Regions from separate parts of the Gossypium hirsutum genome. Here regions 1 and 3 are each linked to region 2. Evidence: chromatin contacts called from public Hi-C data. All regions are on one chromosome and are shown on one strand. The core of a region is the stretch at or near the end of the contact, and the rest is flanking DNA. Distances in the headings are between cores, read along the strand shown.

Region 1 (3,163 bases), core at 444-2,943, 430 kb before region 2:
AGTAGCCCTAGCCCTTACGATGTTCTCTCGATCCTCCTGCACATTAGCAGTCAATTCTAACAATCAAATTAAATGAAAAAGCCTAATAACCATAAACAGCAAAGTATTTACCTTCCCAGACATCATGTCAAGTGATTCAATGTAAGAAATAGTTTCTTGAGAGAATAACACGGTAGCGTATTCATCTCGGAGACGAGAAGGTTCTCTCTGCATTGTCTTTATTGTCCAGCCATGTTGCTTCTCAAATTTCTCGCTCCCAGAATGTACCACTCTTTCTGCATAGGCCACCCCACTAAGCAATGGCCTCTCGAAAGCAGTTCTAGCAGTGTACTCCGCAAAGGTCTCCTGCATTTCTTGCAAAATAAGCCACAACCAACTCATATGTCATTCAGGATTTTCAAGACCAAAACTAAATTTTACAAACCTGATCGATAGCAGATGGATTCTTGTAGTAATGGAAAGTGGAGACAAGAAGGGCTAAGGCATGAACATGGTTAACACTAACACAGAACTGATCCTGCAACATCCTCGCCCTTTGGTCACACATGCTACTTAGTACTTCTTCCCTCCTCACGTTGTTGTCAGCATCCATTTTTTTGTAGATCCAAGTGCTGATAAAACCCATCACCATTACCCAAAGCAAAAGAAATTTTGGTAACCAAGCCCTGTTAGACTGAATAAATGTGTATCCTCTTTTGGTCCCCATTTGTTCATTCCCTTTGACAGCCACTGATTGGTGGTGATGGCTTTGCTGCAATTTAAGACCCATTACCAAATGCACAATACCATCTCAACTTGTTTTTCTTCTTCTTTCTTTGATACCCACTTCATATCTAAGCTTAACATGGACTCACCATACAAGGAAAGTTATCAATTCCCAGAGACAAGCATGAGTTCCAAAAGATGCAAAACAGCTCAAACTCCAAAAATATCTCATTAAATGAGGTTTTCTTTTTTTTCTCTTGCTATATTTAATAAAAAATGGGATTTCACAGAGGAACAACACTAATCATGTTAGCTTCCAAGCATGAAAGTGGTGTTTTAGTTTAAAGCAACAAAGGCAAATTGAGAAGAGCACCTTCACTGTTTATATTTTTTCTAAATTAAAATCAAATCCTGCAGATTGACCAGTAACAAATCTCGCAGCAGAGCACAAAAAGTAACGACCACAAATAAAGAAAAAAGAAAGAGAAAGATGTTTGGAGAAAGAAATGCGGGGGTCGTTTTGAAAGGGAACAGTGTTTTGCCTGTACATCATAGTACCTTGAATAATATATATCTAAAGAAATAAAGTAGAAAGGTTTTTTTCCCTTGGCTCTGCTTTGATCTGTTCTTCCTTTTTTCTTCTTTTTTTAGATTTATTTATGTTGTAGTAATAGTTTAATGCACATTTTATTTATGTATATTGCTTTCCCACTTTCTTCTTTGCTTTTCAAAGTAAAACTAGATCGAATTTTTAAGATTTTTGCAGATACGTTGTTGTCACTGTGTATCATAATTCAAAATTTATGAGTTTTGTTTTAGTAATTGGTGGAGAAAGAGAAGTTGGTAGAAATTTGAAAGAATGAAATAGAAGATGTTGATGGAATAAGTTGGAGATGAGCTGGGGACCAAAACCACAATATTTCATCATTCTTGTATTCACACTTTTACGTTTTTATTTTTTTATTTATTTATCAATCTTATCTTAAGACTTCTTACCGCGCCCACTCAATGTGTGTGGGAGATGTGGATGTCGGCCATGTGGGCTTGCTGCCACTGATGCCCCACAGGCATCATTTTCCCTTAAAAAATGCAATCTTTTGGGATTAATTTCATACGAGGTCCTCCATTTTTAATTTGGTTCTAAATTTCACAATACTTTTATTTTGTGCTTGGAATTCCATTTGTTATATAAATGGTATATATTATGAAAAAATTAATTGGATTTCAATGTAATATATATTTACAAAGTATAGAAACCATAATTATTAACACTCATAAATTCCTTACCATTTTTAAAATTACTGTTAAATAGGCTTTCATGAATTTCATAAATTGTAACACCCCTTATCCAAGTTCGACGCCGGGACATGATACAAGGTGTTACCGAACTTAAATACATACAAACATACACTTTCTAGATATGAAATTTCGCTCCAAATTAAAACTTTTCATAATGCCTTAATGTCCCTACTATAGGTTTACGAGGCCCCGAACACACTTTGAAATTGATTCGAGACTAATCAGTGCATTCTAGAAAACTTTGTAAAATTTTAAGTTGATAGGGGCACACGCCCGTGTGTCTTCTTAACATGGCCATGTTGAAGGCCTGTGCGACTCACACGGCCTGAACATATCGGGACACGCCCATGTCCCTAGCCCGTGCGAATTTATTTTTCGATTCGAACCTATAGAGGTATTCACACGGCCTAGCACACACCTGTGTCCATGGCCCGTGTCCTTCTCATGGCCATGACACGCCCGTGTCTCAGCCCGTGTACAAAAACATTGACATTCTGTTTCTAATATCATCAACTAATTAAGGGTACACGGCCAAGGCACACGCCCGTATGTTAGGCCGTGTCCTCCACACAGCTGAGACACACGGCCGTGTCTCTGCCCATATATTTACTACCATGCATAATGACTTGTAAAATTAAGGTGCAGGAGACACATGACTAGACTACACACTCATGAGGCAGACCATGTGTCAAACGCGGCTTAGACACACACCTGTGTGTCTCCCCGTGTGGACAAAAATAAGGCTATTTACCAAGCCTTTTTGCCACCCTTACTTGCACCAACCTACACAATATCAACCAAAACCAATCCAAGCATAACACATATAACCAAATCAACCACAACCATGAGAAATTTGCATCAAATGCATTTAATAATAATCAATATTAGCTAACATTAATGGCCTATACAAAATGAATATCACATCCATTATATGAGCCAACCCTTGTGGCTAAACTAACAAGACATTGAACAAAAGATTCAAGTCCTTATACATGCCAAAATCAAATGTTAAACTAGCTATACTAAAGGTTCAAGTGATAGTGTGATCGATGCCTCCGACGTCCCTTGATCTCCGATACTAGCTTGGTGGCACTGTAAGGAAATAGAAAGGAGAGGGAGTAAGCATAACGCTTAGTAAGTTGCATATAAGTAAGTAACT
Region 2 (3,205 bases), core at 672-3,171:
TTAAAGTTTGCTATGATTATTGTTGAAACTCTTGAAGAGATCAAAATATATTTCCCCAAAAATTTTCCTCACTCATGATTTTCAAAAGAATGGTGATATAAATGCCTAGCAATACATTCAAATAGTCATTTGAAAAACTAGTATTCAAGATTGAATACGTAGAATATGAGAAAGTATGTGATGTTTTCATGAGGAGGAATAAATACACGTTGTACTATTTTTCCCTTAACTGAGGTTTTGTCCCATTAGGTTTTCCTGATAAGTTTTTTAATGAGGCAATATATTATGCATATTATAGATTGTCTACTCTTTTTCCTTTGTTTTTATCCCACAGGGTTTTTCTTAATGAGGTTTTAACGAGGCACATTATCTACCAATGGACATTCAAAGAGAAGGGTTATGAATATCTTATGAAGTGGATGCCCATCATGATCAAGATAAAATTTTGGTGTACTTTAAATTCTAATAGTTATTAGAATTAGATATCTACTTCTTTTATACTTCTTATGCCTATAAATAGAGACTCTGATGAAAAATTGTAATACCCCTTTCGATCAATAAAGTACATAATCTATTGTTTTCATATTTTCTTTTGTTCTTTATTCTCTCCATCTCTCTTTATTTTATAATATAATTCTTTTTTTTTGTTACACAAAAGCAATATTTTCAGAATTGAACCGATGGTTAAATTAATTAGACAATCGATTCATGTTCTAATCAGTTCATCCTGTTTAATTGAATAAATTTATTAATGATATAAAAGAGGAAAAAAAAGGAAAAATTGGTTCACTCGACTTGATAGCCAGTTCAATTGGTTTAATCGATTTAACCGGTTCACAATTAGTCGATCTGATCCCTTATTTAGGACCTATACCCCGATCAACTCCCAAATCAACTAGTTGGTCTAATTCTAAAAACGACGCATAAAAATTATAATGTCAAGGTACTTAATTTTTATAAATATATAAAAAGATTAACAACATAAATTCAATACTAAAAATTAATATCTAATTTAGTAACACTTAAAATTTTCTAATTTATCAATAGTACCTAACTTCCAAGGTATGTATACGACTCACTTTGTAAATACCCTCTCAAATGTAAATGTATATATATATATTTCTATGAGGGTGTGTTTGTGTTTCTATATAATAAATTCATAAATATTTGATTATAATAATATATGAACCTAAAACACCATACATGATAAATATTTAACTTTATTATTATAATCAAAGCATCAATTATTTTTATATGGATTTTTAATAAATATATATTTTAATTATTTTCACCCACATGTGCCATTAATCTAGTTTACTATAGGTTCGAGTGAGAAAAATTAAAAAACCAAAAATTGATCTAAATTGTAGTGTTTGAATAGTTTATGAAATGCAAATTAAAAAATTGTGTTTACTTGTAATCAAATCGAATTCTAGTTTTTATTTAATTTATAATTAAATCTAATTTTTATGATATAAAAAATAAATAAAATTTAAAATAGTCAAAATTATTTAAGAGTTTTGTATAAAAAATATGTATTGATTATTGTTTATTTATTTGAAAAATTATTCTTTAAAACTTTATCAAATAATATTAAAAAATTATAAAAATAACTTTAATTTCTCAAAATAAGTCTAGAAAAAAACTATATAAAAAACTAAAAATCAAACCAAATTGATATCCCTTCAAAATTCGTGGCTGTCCCTCCAAAAAAATGTTGTCTTCAAAATTTGAGCTTAAGCTCTTTCCTTAATAATACAATGTGCCTTACCATTATATTCAACTAATTCTTAGTTAGCTTTTGATAATTTAAATTTAAGCAATTTGAAAAGAGTGGTTGTAGGCTTTAGGCTCCAAACTTGATGCCCAACTCAAATTGGGCTTTACCATGACAGCCCAAAAGTTGCCCTTCTTTAATTTAATTTTTATTCATTAACTAACAATTACTCCTTCCACCTACGATTCAAAGTTCATCTCCAAACCGCAAGTCTACTCGCTCTCGTTCTTTGGCTACTGAGGATCTGAGAAGCTTCATCGCCAAATTTTACAGAGTAAGTGTTTTGGCATCTCACTGTCGCTTTTTCTTAATTTTTCTTTCCTAATAATTGTGTAGCTTTTTTTTGCGTTCCAATCTTCCTTTTTCTGTTTATTTCAATCAGGTTCATTGAAACAAATTAGCTAGTTTCATGGGTTTGTCGTCTATTGGCACTGCTACTGAAGGCATGCAACTCTGCATATTTGATTTGAGAAGAGGCCAACATGAAGGGCAAGAACTTGATAAAATTTTGTACTTCTTTCCTCCTGATTTGCCCTTTTCGACTCAACTCTCTGTGGTTGGGCTCAGCGAAGGGCTTATTACATTCACGCGGTTAGTACTAAGGAACCCCTTTCGTGATCCATCGTGTTCAGTTTAAGATTAGAACAAAGTTTCTTTGTTTAGCTAGTTCTTTTTACAAAAACATTAGAGTTTTTTCTGCAGAATTTTCTCTCCGGAGGCTGCTTGCGACGTTATAGAGGCAGAGAGGCACTCTCATGTCTTTTACGAGGCAGAGCCAGATATTTGGATGGTTATGGTATGAATGTAGTTGTGACTATCTAGTATGATATATATTTTTTCTATGTCCATTTGCTTCTGAATGGTAATTTTAGGCATAGATGTACAAATGTTTGGTTATTGGTGTCAATAGATTGTCTTGAAATCTTGAAACCTTGTTTAGACGTGTTCCGGTAATTACCAGCATTTTGTTGGAAAAAGAGTAAAGTACATATATCTTGGTCAACCTGTAAAATTTTGTCCCTTGATGGGAAAGTCTGATGTCTGATATCTGCTATTTATTGTTATAGATAGTGGAGAAAAGTAAGGAGCCGGAAGCCATATGGCGGATTGATGCATTAAGAGAGGTTCTCAAGGAAATTCACTCTCTTTTCATTATGTTTCATGGATCTATTAGAGCTTTGCTTGACAAAGAACCTGGCGGAGGACTAACTCGTGCTCATTTATACCCTTTCATCATGGATTATCTAAGAGGTAAGTTATGAAATTTTATGTCTGCTTGAAACTTGTGCTAAGTTTATTGTTATTTTGTCTTTGATTCAAAATATTTCATTGCAAGTCACTAATTGTCAGCATGTCAAAAGCTGTCTCCCTTGGATGAGTGCTGCTGGGGTAATGCTGAAGTTGCTGTATCAAATGGCTTTATCTGGA
Region 3 (3,151 bases), core at 506-3,005, 360 kb after region 2:
CATATCTGATTTCGTCGCCCGGCATAACTCTTGGTACAACGTGGCCAACACGACAATCCCCAACTCAATTTTTCACATTCTTTAAAGTCCACTAAGTGTAGTAGCCACCTTATGTGCACCAAATTTTGAGATTTATCAAGCATTAAAAAGCCCCTAATTGACCTTAAAATGAATGCTCAGGCGTATTGTCTTTTGACCACCTCAGTTTTGTGCAAAGGAAGCTTTTTGAAATTGATCTCTAACCACTTCATCTGTAACCAGCCACCTTCAAACGAGTTCGATACATTGCCCAATAATGCCGCGCGAGGTCTTCTTTACCGAGAACGATCGTTGATTCCATGATGACTAGCCTATCCACCAGTAGACCGAGTTATAACGCTATGTCCTCGAGTGTGGTTGTACACTAGCTGCATATAAGATAGAAAGTGTGTGTTTTGGGCCTCCGTTTTTCCACCAACTTGTTGATGAGTGTAAGTAACCACGAAGTTCGGTGATAGGAGGCATTGCTAAATTATGTATGGTCCCTTCCAAAATAGAATCATTCACCTATTTATAATGACAAAAAAATTATTTTAAAATATTAAAAAATTAATTTTAACTTAATTAAAAATAACGAAATTTAAAATTTTGTCTTACCATTACTACTTGAGCTGCGAAAATGTGCTTCTCGTCGAAATGAATTAAAGAGGTTGTTATTTGTGAAAACTTAATCTGAACAAATAAAATACAAAATAATTAAAACAAACTAATATTTTTAAATGAGAATATCGAAAAGTTTAGAATAAGAGCTTGTGAAAATTGAGAGAATTTAGAGAGTTAAAAGAATAGAAAGATTTGAGAGAATAGGATGTGAGTGAAAAAAAGTAAAATTTAGTGGTATTTATAGGAAAAATTTTGGACTGTTCAGCATTTAATTTTTTTTACCCTTGGAATTAACCATGGGGGAAGCGCACACGCTTTCTTGCCAACGGTGTAGAAAACACACCTAGTTGGACGCGGTTTTCTTTTTTTTTCTTAAAAAATGATCTATTTCTTTAATTTTTTTTAAAAAATTGAAACCCTAATTTTAAAAAAACGACATATATCGCTAAATTAGCCAGTTAAATAATTCAATTAATTGAACGGAAAATTAAGTGATGTAAGTAGGAGTGAGCAAAATCCGATTCAATTCGAAAAACTCGATAAAAAAATTCAAATTTTGAATTAGATAGTTCGAGTTATTTGAGTTAATCAAGTTATTCGGATAAACTCGAATAAAAAATTAAGTTTTTTGATTTAACTCGAATATGCATTACACAATTCGAGTTATCTGAAAATCTGAATAAGAAAAGATAAAACTACGTCGTTTTGATAAATGTTTACCTTTTTCAAAGTTAAAAGTCAAAACCATTAAGTTATTTATACTTCGTCTACTAGTTAAAGAATCGATCCATGTAAACACAATATTTTGTATAAATAATAAGATTCGTTAACTCGACTCAAGATTTTTTTACTCGATCCGATTCAATTTGAAAAAAATTTAAATTGAGTTTAATTTTTAAAATAGGATTTATCAACTCAATTAAATTAAAAATTTTTAATTTAATTCGACTCGACTCGATCGAATAGTTTCCCTAAGTTTATTTAAAAACCATCCTTTTCTAATTTTAACACCAAAATTTTGTAGTCACTGTTTAGTTGTTGTCCTAAAGAGTCCTTGATCTTGACTCCTCATTTTCACTCAATTTTTTGAACCAAAACGGCGAAGAACCCTTGTAGAGCGAATCGCAAGTGGCGCAATAATAGCCCTCCGTGATGCTCGGTCCCAACCGTCGCCGATTCCACCACATTATAACCAGTAGCCGCCGCCACTACGCGACCAAATACATAGCCAAAATAACCTCAACTTCCCCGGGCGGTCGCTCCCTCTCCGCCGAAGTCTCCCTTCCTACCGTCGCCACCGACTCTCGCGGCTACCCGATCCCACGCTACCAACTCATCTGCAAAGTGACACACATCCTCACCAAATCCCAATTCCAATCCAACCCTTTCGCCGATCTCTCACAGTACCTTTCGTCCCTCTCCCCAACCCTCACCACCAATGAAGCCTCCCTCATTCTTAAATCCCTAAACTGCCCTTCCCTCGCCTTGAAATTCTTCCACTTTTGCTCCTCCCTGTCCCCCAATTTCCGCCACGACCCATTCACCTATTCTCGTCTCTTCCTCATCCTCTCCAAATCCTTGCGCCCCGATCGCTTCAACACCGTACGGTCGCTCCTCGATGACATGGAAAAGTCCGGCATACGTGGAAACATCTCCACTGTCAATATCCTTATAGGGTTTTTCGGGAACACTGAGGATTTGGGCACGTGTATGAGGCTAGTGAAGAAATGGGAGTTGAATATGAATGCTTACACTTATAAGTGCTTGGTTCAAGCTTACTTAAGGTCATTTGACTCAGGGAAAGCGTTTTCGGTTTATGGGGAGATGAAGAGGAAAGGTTACAAGTTAGATATCTTTGGTTATAACATGTTGTTGAATGCTTTGGCGAAGGATGGGAAGGTTTGATCTTTATTTTAGTCTCTTCTTAATTGATTGATATGTTCTTACAAATTCGATTTGGTTTTCTTTTGACTACTGCTTAATGGTTTCTTTTGGTTTTCTGATTTCAAGTATTTTGGGGTTTAAAAGCAAATCCTGTGGTTGATTGTAAAAGCATAGATTCAAGGCTCATTTTCTTGGTGTTTTTGTTACTTGCTTTTTGCTACTTATTATTTGCGTTTACTTCTTAAACAGTTACTTGAACAGCAAATCTAAATTAATTGACTCAAAATGAATTAAGAACTAAAATGGGAACACTATTTTGAACATGATTGTCTTACGTAGAAGTAAAATATTTTACTTGTTTCCCTAGATTTGATAATTATGGTATTTACTTTTACATTTTGCATCAGAACATGTTTCCCCCCTTTAGATATATATGTGTGTGTGTGTGTGCACTAATACTAGTTTTGATATTGTTACTGAATGCATCCATTTCAAGTGCCCTGAGGTGCTAATCTGATCTGCAGCATTTGACAGGTTGATCAGACGTACATGGTTTTTGAAGACATGAAAAGAAAGCATTGTGTGCTGGATGAGTATACGTACACAGTTATGATGAAAATGAATG

What was found. A called contact is a pair of places that touch in the nucleus more often than the background predicts.
Region 1: a contact with region 2 is called in a Hi-C map of leaf, with 2.0 times the contacts expected there. The contact joins the enhancer-like site here to the promoter of LOC107886338 in region 2. A contact is called at or near these places in 3 of 34 Hi-C or Micro-C datasets (callus and leaf).
Region 3: a contact with region 2 is called in a Hi-C map of leaf, with 2.7 times the contacts expected there. The contact joins the enhancer-like site here to the promoter of LOC107886338 in region 2. A contact is called at or near these places in 4 of 34 Hi-C or Micro-C datasets (all in leaf).

Annotation. Positions count from the first base shown.
Region 1 is chrA03:74,118,536-74,121,698 of Gossypium_hirsutum_v2.1, reverse strand. It overlaps the pseudogene LOC107886302. Among protein-coding and RNA genes, the nearest start is that of LOC107887617, 26 kb to the right of the region's middle. Within about 2 kb of position 1,693, at least 8 of the 9 cell types and tissues checked have an H3K27ac peak or open chromatin away from gene starts, as enhancers often do. A contact at or near this core is called in leaf, where this site is marked.
Region 2 is chrA03:73,690,615-73,693,819 of Gossypium_hirsutum_v2.1, reverse strand. It overlaps LOC107886338 (vacuolar fusion protein CCZ1 homolog B), which reads left to right and starts at 1,921. Exons shown (of 10, transcript XM_016810246.2): 1 at 1,921-2,051; 2 at 2,160-2,368; 3 at 2,480-2,573; 4 at 2,845-3,028. The coding sequence starts at 2,187.
Region 3 is chrA03:73,331,890-73,335,040 of Gossypium_hirsutum_v2.1, reverse strand. It overlaps the pseudogene LOC107886343. Among protein-coding and RNA genes, the nearest start is that of LOC121227747, 6.2 kb to the left of the region's middle. Within about 2 kb of position 1,755, at least 6 of the 9 cell types and tissues checked have an H3K27ac peak or open chromatin away from gene starts, as enhancers often do. A contact at or near this core is called in leaf, where this site is marked.